Linked DNA regions of Danio rerio: region 1 is linked to region 2. The links are chromatin contacts, called in public Hi-C maps. All regions are on one chromosome and are shown on one strand. The core of a region is the stretch at or near the end of the contact, and the rest is flanking DNA. Distances in the headings are between cores, read along the strand shown. Region 1 holds the start of ppm1aa (protein phosphatase, Mg2+/Mn2+ dependent, 1Aa). Region 2 holds the start of pgam1a (phosphoglycerate mutase 1a).

Region 1 (5,966 bases), core at 544-3,043, 150 kb before region 2:
CTCACATACATTACAAATAAAGGCCACGACTGAACAAGGAGGATGATCTCCTAGTGGTTCCAAGTCTCCAAATATAAACTAAGTCTTTTGCTATAAACATTGTGCTCACCATTCGCATTAAATGAGGTTAATATTAAATTAAACAAATGAATAATGATAATAAATATATATATATATATATATATCGTTGTAATACTGTTGCACTTTTTTGTGTTGCCAATATGCTTGTGTTCATATAGTTCCCACTGGTGTGTGCACCATTGTGTGCAATATTTGTATGCGTATAACCACCTCCAAACATAGTGGGGTCGGTGAGTCACTGGAGTTGTTATTTTAGGGGGTCATGGGCTGAAAAGTTTGAGAACCTCTGAACTAAATAGATAGAGAAATCAGACATACATCACTAGACAAAAGTTTATCATTACACAAGAAAGCCGAGTTAGAGCCGAGATTTCTATGTAAAAAGGGCATTTTTGTTTTTTCCTGATTTTAACAACTGGTTACATTAAATTTGAATGTAAATTGTAAATATTTTTTACTTTAAACACACACACGAAAGGTAACACACCCAGCACAATCCCTCTATTTATAATTCATGACGACTGAAACTACAAAAGTCTTGTCATGCCAGTGGCCACTTTAGAAATAAACCATGGCATGCCACCAGGAACAAGAAACAAGTGTAAACACACACACACCATCACAAAGGCAGGCGGACACACATTAAGCGGTTTTCCAGCCATGTATGGCTGTCAGCAAACACACCGCTAAGCACACTACACACTCGCATACTAAAAATAGATAAGTACAGATGCATTCTGACCATTGTTCACCGCTCACATCAATTACGACTTAGTCTAAACACAAAACCAGTGCCATTTACAAAACCCCAGCCTTGAACTATGTACGCGTTTGACTGATACACACTGTAAATATGATCTAGACTCAGATTAGGTTTACTACTAAAGTAAATTCATGGTTTACTGCGAGATATGATCAATCAATGTTCTTTGCCCTTAGCGTTGAACAGCAGTGAACTGAAATTCTGCCCGTGCAGACCTGCTGCACGTTCACGCGCCTGTATTCCGCATTACGTCATGGTGTCGCGAGCCTGTTAGCATGCTAGCTTCACGCTAACGTTGACGTTTGGGACCAATCGATTCGACCGAAATATTTAAACAACATGAAATATGTCAGCGCATGTAATCAGCACATATAATTGGCTATGTGCCCAACAAAAATAATTTTCAATATCTGAGCCAGGACAAAATAGCACGCTAAATGCTAATTGGAGGATCGTGTGAATCCGCGGGCTTGAGTTGCCAAACCTGCGGCCCTCAGCGCACCATGCGCAGGCCACACACGGCAGGTCAGACCGCTGAGCTCACACAACGCCAGCCTACTCCCTTAGCAAACATGCTAACAGGCTAGCTCTGTCATTCACACACAGGTATATTACAAGAGCACAAACACTTACCCCCTAAAAATCAGTCCTGGAGAGTTCGGTGGTGAAGGAGGTAAAAAAACAGATCAGAGAGAAGGACGAAAAGAAAGAGAGAGATATAAAGCGAGCGCGGCGGTGGTGAGAGAGAGACAGGCTGGCGGATTGTTTTGCTCTGCATTCAGTCAGTGAAACAGCGGATCACCCATATCTGTTTAAACCAGGGATGCATCATTCCCATTTATTCTACGTCCTGAATGTTGGTGGAAAATGAAAAGTGTTCGGGTTTGACCGCTGTTTTGGTCCGCTATGGTCGGGACCGAATCTCTGCACACCAGCAACAGCGCAGGACCCGGATGTGGATTCAGCAGGGCTGCGCACTTAAAAGAATGACATCATCATCATCATCCCTCCATCAACCTCATCCCTCCATCTGTACATCATTCTGTCTCGCACCTTCCTTCATGTACATAATTCTTTCACCACTGTCTCTAAATCATCTGTCCTGCGTTTTTTATTTGTCTATCACTGGTCATTTTTGAAAAACCCTAACATGTGTGAGGCTGAAAACAAGCTCTCAGTGCCAGGTAATAACAGAAACACTGTTATAAATGCATGATAATATGTTAGGTGAAAAGATGAACATATATTTCATGTGCTCTTGATAAGGTTTGAGCCCTAAATTAATAGTTTATTGCATTGCTTATATCATGTATCATTTTTCTTTTTTCTGTGGATGTCAATGGCTACTGGTGGTTTCCAACAGGTAACAGGTAAGGTGAGTACCGACATGGAACAACCTATATAAGGATATATGTGCATATATGAAACCTATATGCAGTATATATGCACATATATGATATATACAATGCATGCATATATATGCCACATAAAGGCAAAATTGAGGTACATATATATACACAGGTCATATAGGTCTCATCTATCGCTTCTTTATATCCACATATAAGCCCTGCATATAAAAGACATGTCTTATATAGCTCATATTTCACTTTGGCAACTGTCATACATGATGCCTAGCTCATATTTTCAAGGCATTAACTAAGAACTAACAAAAAATGCAAAAAAAATAATAATAATTATGTAAGTGTGAACACTTGAAATTTATATCACATGTAATTGTCATGTTATGAAATTTAACTATGGCAAATAAGTGAGAGCTCACACAGAAATAACCTATATAAACATATGTTTTAATATAGGTTTTAAATATATGTGACATATAAAATTATCTGTTTCCCTATATATGCACATATAATATAGGAAAATGGCAAATTTTATATATGTCACATATATTAAAAATCTAAATTATAACATATATGTTTATATAGATTATTTGAGGGTAAAAATATTTGTAAAAAATTTAAATGTTTCATTACTGCAATAAAACAACAAAGAATACATTTTTCTTTTTTGATAACATAAATATATTAAAATAAAGACAAAACATAACATGAATAAAACCTACCCATCTGTCTCTGTCTGTCTATCTATCTATCTATCTATCTATCTATCTATCTATCTATCTATCTATCTATCTATCTATCTATCTATCTATCTATCTATCTATCTATCTATCTATCTATCTATCTATCTATCTATAAACTGTCTGTCTGTCTGATAGATAGCCAACCACAGACAATATTATAATTTCTTATGTCTATGTAGCCAACAGAGCAATAATCGATGTTCAGCTGCTCCAGTGAGTACCAGAAACAGGGATGTGACCCGGAAGACTTCGAATCACACACAGACGCTACCGGGTAGTTGTTGTTTCGGAAGAAGCCGTTAAGCATGTCATAAGTTGTAGCGCAGGGATTTGTCAGCGCTCCGGTTGCGCAAGTTTCACCAGTGCTTCCGTCACTCTGTGAAGGCATAACAAGTGAAGTGTCTCGATGGATATATGCTGGCTGTGTGTTGGTCTTGCTGGGACCGCAGTTTATTTACTAGTGCAGTTCATACGCTTCATTTTCGCCGACGCTGATCTGACTTTGTTATGGGCGGCCAGGTTCGGCAAAACACCAGGTAAAACCGCAGATTTCACCTAGAATTGTGTAGTATGAGCACATTTCTTTTTATACTGTAATACGTTTGTAGTTTACAGTGTATAAAAATGTGCTGCTGTATAAATCTATTAACCTCTGGGCTATTTATTATGCAACAAAGTCAAGTGCTGACGCATTTCTGCAAGATGTGGAATTTGCACTCTCTAACACGAACTATCAGTGCCCTAACTAGTGTATATGTATAGAGGTCATTATTGTAATGTGTAAAAAATACAGTTTATGGATATGTAGTAGTTGAATTAAAAGATATTTGTATGTGTGTGGTTTTGTGTGTTATTTACGTACTATATGTAGAAAAATGTCAATAGTGGGATTATCATGCATGTTTTTGGCATGAATAGCCTACACCTACAAAACATGTAATTAAAAATGTAAAAATAGTTTATAGAGCAATCTACAACAAATCTGATTAGGCAAAGTTAGAACAAGAACCACTGACATTAAAATTGATCACAATGCAGCAATTTATTATTTAAGAAATTTGGTGTTACATTGTAAATATTTGTTTATATAAATTGTATGATATAAAATGTAGAATTATATCTTATCCTCTTATGTTTTGGTAAATACAGGACAGAATAAGTTCACTTTTGCATAAATATACAATATATTTTACACCGAAGGACCATGGATTTAAGCCATATTTTGACATTTTATTGTCAACAAAGTTATTAGTCATTAGACATTACTTAATTTTATTTGTATTTTAAAGTCTTTTTTTTGTTTTTGTCCCACAATGTCATTATATCATTATTATATGATAACGATTACGTTATAATAATGTTATATAATTTATTAAATGGCTGTACAATATATCATTTTAGCATCGATATCGTAATGTGATCATTTGCAATAGTCTTATCACAGGATATGCAATGTTTATTTTTTATTATAATTAATTAATCATTTGCATGCGTTTTTGATGCCTTTGATTGTTTAATGATTTTAAAACATTCAGGTATAAGAAATTGTAGCATTTGTGACCTTAAGGGGTAGTCCACTACGATATTATATTTTAAACTTTAGTTGATGTGTAATGTAGCTGTGTGAACATAAACAACATCTCTGAATGTAAGACTCTCAAAGTTTAATGCTAAGGAAGACATTAGCTTTACAGAGTTAGCTTAGCAAAGCCTACAGGGAATGAATTTGAGGACTACAAAAAATACATCTGGGCTCGTGAGATCACAAGGATTTCCAGTTATGTGCATTCACCCCGTGAACATACCTTGTGCAGCGAAGAAGCGTGACCAGAGGCACTTGAATGTTAAAGCAGAGAAAGCTAAAATGCTATCCACACGCTGGTCTTTTCACAGAGCTTCTTCAGTTTCTGTATTTGGGCTTCCAAAGGACACAACACAAAGAGAGAAGTTCTTACAATTTAATTTTAATTATGTTCCAGAAAAATATAAAATATATAGCTAGCATTTGACAAAGGATAGCTTCCAGAATCTCTCCCAGTTCAGTGCTGGATTCAGTTAAAACTCCTTCAACAGATGAGGCTGTGAACTGTGAGCCGTCACGTAAACTAGGATGTAAACAACAGGAAATGCTGTTTGGCACCGCTAACAATTTAGCTACAAATTTATATTTATCTCTCAAACCACTGTAAACACGCATAATCTTCAGCAGCGCTACAGTGTCTCTCTATGCAGCTACTTTCCGTGCATTCTATCTCAAATAACAAATTCACAAATAATATGTGAACATTTCATGTTGTTCATATTACTTACACATACTTATCCAAATATATGTGAAAGACACTTGGCAGATTTAATTTTAGAGAGCAGGCAAGAGCTGTTTGCTCTTCATTTCTGTCTGATTCAGGCAGCTAATGCAGCTCTGACTGACTGTTTACACAACGCAAAAGAGCATGCTTGTAGGGGAGTTGCGTGGAGCCAATCCGCCAATCACAGCACATTATATTAGCTAAACAATCAGAGCCTCTTGAGGGCAGGCCTTTCGGAGAAACTGTATAGCAGTATATAATCAAAGAAAGATATATGAAAAAATAACGTGATTTTCTACAAGTGAAGCATGAACACACATTGCTTTGCATGTTGTGAACACAACCAAGCTTTAAAATACACTGTGGACCATCACTTTAAGTACAGTTAACTTTATTGAACTGTTTTTATTTTTATCATTCAGTTATTTTATTGAAAACTGTTAGACTCGGGGAAATGATAAAACACTTCATTTCAGTTGCATCTTTTTCTTAATTGTATTTATAGACAGTTATGCATGAATATATTAAGAATGTTTTTTTTAGATTTTATGGAGATGCAAATAGTAAACATTAATTCATCAATCTCTGACTAAACCTGTGCATGAAAATACTCACAGCACATGCAAATACAGAAATGCACTGCAAATAGCAGAAGCAGACAGCAACAAAAATGTGTCTGGGACCCCCAACATTTTATAGATTGTTTATTAGA
Region 2 (5,898 bases), core at 2,241-4,740:
ATTAGGTAAGGTTAATATTAAATTATATATATATATATATATATATATATATATATATATATATATATATATATATATATATATATATATATATATATATATATAAATATATATATATATATATATATATATATATATATATATATATATATATATATATATATATATATATATATATAGTTGTTAGACTGTTGCACTTTTTGTGTTGTCAATATGCTTGTGTTTATAGGCCCATTGGTTTGTGTGAGCAGTTGCGTACAACATTTGTATGATTATAACCACTCTCGAAAATAGTGGGGGTCGGCAGTCATTGGCATTGTTATTTTGGGGGTCTCAGGTTGAAAAGTTTGAGAACCCCTGGCCTAAATAATGTGTAAATTTTCTTTTTTGGAGAACTCCCTTTAAGACCATAAAAGATGAAACAGAGGAAAACCTTTAAAGTCAGCATGAAATCAAAATTTACTCAAGATTCTCATTTTTATATACATGTAGTAGTGCTTTTAAACAATCTGTCTGTGATCTTTATTATTTTCTACAAAAAATAAAATAAAAATCACCATAAAACAACCCTTGAAAAAACTTTTCTTCACCTCTGGTCACATGGAATGCCTTTTGGGCAGGGATCAGTGGCAAAGCCCATTTTCCAATGATACAATCAGTTATCAAAGGATGAAATCATGCACCACACAACTTTTTTTTTCTCATTTCAGGACTATTTCAACCAGATGTGGGAATAAATGACAATCTTAACCCTCATTTTATACTGACTTTAAAACACTACAACTATTAAATCAACAACATTTTTATTATGATCAGCTCTGATTTAGATTATTTTTCAACCCTGCTGCTCATACGTGTGTACTCAGAGTTCGAGTGATGAGCAACAAAAATCTCCAGTATGTAGACTAAAGAATGCAAAGCAAGATCCTCCTTCAGTGTATTGCAGGCTCTGCTGTGACAAGACTGATTTTGTCCCTGATTATTAACCATGTAAATGGTCAACGGTTTTTAGACATTTCTTTTAGGTTATGAATCTTTTCAAAAACTGACTTTTCAAAATCATACAACTATTACATCTTTTTCAGCATCAAGTCTTAAGAGCTTTGTTCTTTATAAATATTAATTAATCTTTAGATCAGTAACCTTTCCCCTATAGGTGTTTTTATACATGTACTGCCCTAGCTCTTTATGAATTTTGACTTTGACCTGGCTGTCATTGTATTTCAATACTATTCAAAACATTTAATAAAATGAGTCTTAAAGTCACTATACAATGAATTAATAGTTATTCTAAAAATTTTAAGTGAGCATGCTTTTTTATTATTAACAACAACAAAAAATACAGATATAAACAGTAATATACAAACATACATATACCGGAGTGTACATAAAAAAACATACATCATTAAAAATCTTATATATAGAAACATTTTTATACACTGTAAAACTTTATCAATTGAAATCCGTAGTCAACTCAAAATTCTCATTTGAAAAGAGTTTTGAACTCAGTGTTAATATTAAATACCTCATTACTTTAACTTAAATGGAGTAAGTTCACAGTACTCATATAGATTAGTTTTTAAACTCAAATGGTTTGTAGCAATCGGTTTCCTCAAACGGTTTGAGTTGCCATCATTTATTGTGTTTTACAGTACTCTGTTGGTTTAAGTTCTCTTCATTTATTGGTTTTACTGTGCTCAAATTGCTTCTTTTATTCAAATGAATTAAGTTCACAGTACTCATTATGATTAGTTTTTGAGCTTAAATGGTTTGTTGCAATTGGTTACCCCAAATGATTTGAGTTGCCTTAACTTTTTGGGTTTTACATTGTACAAAAATGTCAAGGGAGGACCATATATTCATTCATTTTCTTGTCGGCTTAGTCCCTTTATTAATCTGCGGTCGCCAGAGCGGAATGAACTGCTAACTTATCCAGCATGTTTTTATGCAGCGGATGCCTTTCCAGCCGCAACCCATCACTAGGAAACCCATACACACTCATTCGCACACATCCATACACTATATGGACATTTTAGCTTACCCAATTCACCTGTACCGCATGTCTTTGGACTGTAGGGAAAACTGGAGCACCCGGAGGAAACGCACGCAAACGCAGGGAGAACATGCAAACTCCACACAGAAACGCCAACTGAGACTAATTTTGAACCAGAGACCCAGTGACCTTCTTGCTGTGAGGCGACAGCACTACCTACTGCGCCACTGCGTTGCCAGGACCATATATTAGCTGTTTTAATTGCTTTTCTACTTTTAGATTTAGAAATCACTTTTATATCAATTTGAATCTCTTTTTCTTGCACCATGAAGAGAGGTTTGCTTTTTGCAAACTTACATTTGTGTATGGGAAATGTACTTAATAATAAAATAAAACAATATTTATGATAAAACCCAGCATCTTTTAAAGAGAGATCTTAAAAATGATAACCCCAAAACACTTATTTAAAAGATAAGGAAAATGTTTTTAAAATATTATGAGCAATAAATGCTTCAACATTCATCCAAAAATTATTTATATTGGCAAGACCAAAATAAATGATAGTTTCATTAAAACTTTCACAAAAAACAGAATTCTAACTCAATATCTATTTTAAATTTTCGAATAAATATTTTTGAAGGATAATCTCAATTAAGTAATTTAAACAATATTTCCTCAGCCTTATTTGTAATGAAACAATTTTGAGGTAATGACTATTTGACTATTAAAAATATTGTTCCAGTAAAAAACAGCATAAGGTATAGACATGTTTTCTTTTACGAATAAAGATCAACTTTTTTGATTATTAGGCTTAAATCCAGAAAAAACAGATAAAGCCGACTGAGGTCTGTTCAGGTCTAAGACAAATTGAACGCGCTTATGTAGGCTACATAAACTGCTTTTGTACAGCATATGTACACCAGCAAATATTGATCCCCATTAATTTAGTAATTTCGCAGGTGTAATTTCCCATTAATATAGCAAATTCCAAAAAATTTATAGGAATTTTGTATCTTGCGATAAACTTAAGTAAGCATCCTACAAACATGCTCACTTCATGCGCGAATCGGCTTCCGCTCTAAACCCCGCCCACACCAACATAAGTCACTTTTGATTGGCTCTGATGTATCTGATCTACATCCAACGAAATGACAGAAAGGAAGTCCAGACACGCACCGGGTCGTTTTAGTTCAATCATTTTTTTATTCTGCTCATGTCTGGTGGTGTCGATGACACTGTGATGAAATATTTTGTACTCTGCTTCTTTTTTATTTAAACCAAGAAAATGCTGAAAGAAGTTCACTGTAAATAGGCAGGGGTTTAACTGGAAGGTCACGGTTTTTTCCATTTCGTGTTTGCAGTTTCACGTGGTTGCTCATCGTCCCGGGGCGCTGATTGGCTGAGCGCAGAGATGGGGAGGTCGGAAACGTCTTCATTAGACTCTCGGATGAGAGGAGGGTCTTTTTGACAGTAGTCTTGACAGAGTCTAACAACCTGTTCGCTCGCCGTCCTTTCTTCAGCTACTACCGTTAGTATTTGTCTGTATTCATTTCCCAAATGGCTGCATACAAGCTGGTTCTCATTCGCCATGGCGAGAGCTGCTGGAACCAAGAGAATCGATTCTGTGGCTGGTTTGACGCGGACCTGAGCGAGACAGGGGCTCAGGAGGCGAAGAGAGGAGGTCAAGCTTTAAAGGGTCTGTAATAATATATATTTTTTTTTACATCGTAAATAAGAGTTGCAAATCTGCCGTGCTAGTGTTGTGGAGTAGTTTTAAACGCTTAATATGCTTATTTTGTGTCAGTTTGACGGCTTTGTCTTATTAATGTTTTCATTAAGAATTTTCGTTTTAAATAAGTAAAAACAAATCGGAAAATAAAAAGGACTTTCATCGGAAGTCTGTGCATCACCGGCACAAGTCCGCCTCCTGCGTGACGGGCGTACGCTCTGAACCAATGATCATGGAGTGTGTTCGTTACTGGCGGATTAGAGGCGGGGCTAACGTGGGGCGAACGTGCAGTACAGGACGTGATTTTATTCACGTGCTGAATTTCTCAATCAGGATCCATAAAATGAATTTCTAACTAATTTTCAGCTAATGTTATGAAATTTAATACAAATATTGTACTAAAAATTGAAAACACATTAAATATAATGTGTTATATATTAATAAAATATAACACCCCGCTCTTCCTCAAATGTCATAATGGGTCTATAATGTAAAAAATGTGTGTTTTGCAGATGCAGGGTTTGAGTTTGACATTTGTTACACCTCTGTGCTGAAGAGGGCCATCCGGACACTGTGGATTGTTCTGGACAGTATTGATCAGATGTGGCTGCCTGTGCACAGGACCTGGCGGCTGAATGAACGCCATTACGGTGGTCTCACTGGGTTAAACAAGGCCGAAACTGCAGCCAAGCATGGTGAAGCCCAGGTTAAAATTTGGAGGCGCTCCTATGACATTCCACCACCCAGTATGGATGAAGATCATGACTTTTACAGCATCATCAGCAAGGTGAGGTCTCTTGCCTTCATGGTGTTCAACATTTAATTCTTTATATTACCTATTCAATACATTCAAATGTTAATTTGTTATATATTTTTTTCATCATGATTTATCACCCCCAATGGTTTCTGATACCTTCTATTATATAGAGCAGGGTAGAGCCAAAAACCAAATATCATTGATAGTCATGGGCCGAAGATAAATATACCAAACCATTTTACAAAAAGTTGCTATCATAGGAAATTTCCTAATTCATCTCATCATTAAAAAATAAATAGAAAACATTCATTTGAATTGTATTAACTAACGCAGTATCACTTTTAAAATTATTAAAATAAAGACAAAAATAATCACATCTTAAAGACAGAGGAGTTTAATGCTAAATACAATAGTCAAGCAGAATCTGCCTTTAACATGATTCGCTCACCAAAGTCTTTGCATTGTCCTCTATGCATCATATGTACACTGTAAACTAAATCTGACTCATTTACACCATTTAAATTGGAACGTTCAATTTCAGATTGCTTTTTTTGTGGCTGAACAATAAAACAAACAAATAAAAAGTTACATCAAATTTGAAATCACAATCTCTAAACCATTCTCAGATGGGATGGCAAATTCAAAGGTTACCATGGGCCAAGTGCAGGCCTTAGTTTTGGCATCTCTGAAATTGAGGGTGTGTTTTATTTATTTTTTTGCTTTCTGATTGTTTGATACTGACTAATGATGGTGTGCGTATCAATTTTGATCATTTACATTTTTTTTATTCAGTAGAATAATGATCATAAAGTTCATAAATCTTAACATGCAAGTTTTTTACTGATAAATGTTGCAGCATGTTGTTGATACACGTTGAAACCTTTGTGCTACTACTGTAGTTAATAAGTGCAAAGACAACGAAAACAAAGGTCAAACGTTATTTGCATAGGAAACCCCTTACAAAAAAAGTTGATCCTGTTTAAGCACTTTGGTTTTTCTCTGAGCTGCCCACACAAACATTATATTTAGCACTATTACATACTCATGTGTTTATGGAACATTTATTAAAGGGGTGTTGCGCACACACACAAAAATTCTCATTCTCCTCACTCAATCTCAACATGTTTGGATACGTTTTTGTTCTGTTGAAGACAAAAGAAGATATTTTGAAGAATGTTGTAAAGCAGCAGTCATTGACTTAAATAGTATTTTCTGTTCCTACTATGGATGTCAATGGCTGCTGGATTCCAACATTCTTCAGAATATCTTTTTCTTTTCAACTTAAAGAAGCTCTTACCATGAAACATATTTTGTTGGAATGTGGAAGTTTGAATACCATTAGACAAAACCTTTACAAGGAGAGTACTTTGAACATTTTTAAAAAGGTACCACCAGGAAGAACTCTAAATAATTTATCAA

Evidence for each region. A called contact is a pair of places that touch in the nucleus more often than the background predicts.
Region 1: a contact with region 2 is called in a Hi-C map of hematopoietic stem cells, with 3 times the contacts expected there. The contact joins the promoter of ppm1aa here to the promoter of pgam1a in region 2. A contact is called at or near these places in 2 of 18 Hi-C or Micro-C datasets (caudal fin and hematopoietic stem cells).

Annotation. Positions count from the first base shown.
Region 1 is chr13:34,948,989-34,954,954 of GRCz12tu, reverse strand. ppm1aa (protein phosphatase, Mg2+/Mn2+ dependent, 1Aa) reads right to left here and starts at 1,793. Exons shown (of 6, transcript NM_131429.1): 1 at 1,478-1,793. It overlaps dhrs7 (dehydrogenase/reductase (SDR family) member 7), which reads left to right and starts at 3,310. Exons shown (of 7, transcript NM_001045346.1): 1 at 3,310-3,484. The coding sequence starts at 3,355.
Region 2 is chr13:34,802,428-34,808,325 of GRCz12tu, reverse strand. It overlaps pgam1a (phosphoglycerate mutase 1a), which reads left to right and starts at 3,490. Exons shown (of 4, transcript NM_198804.1): 1 at 3,490-3,689; 2 at 4,235-4,509. The coding sequence starts at 3,551.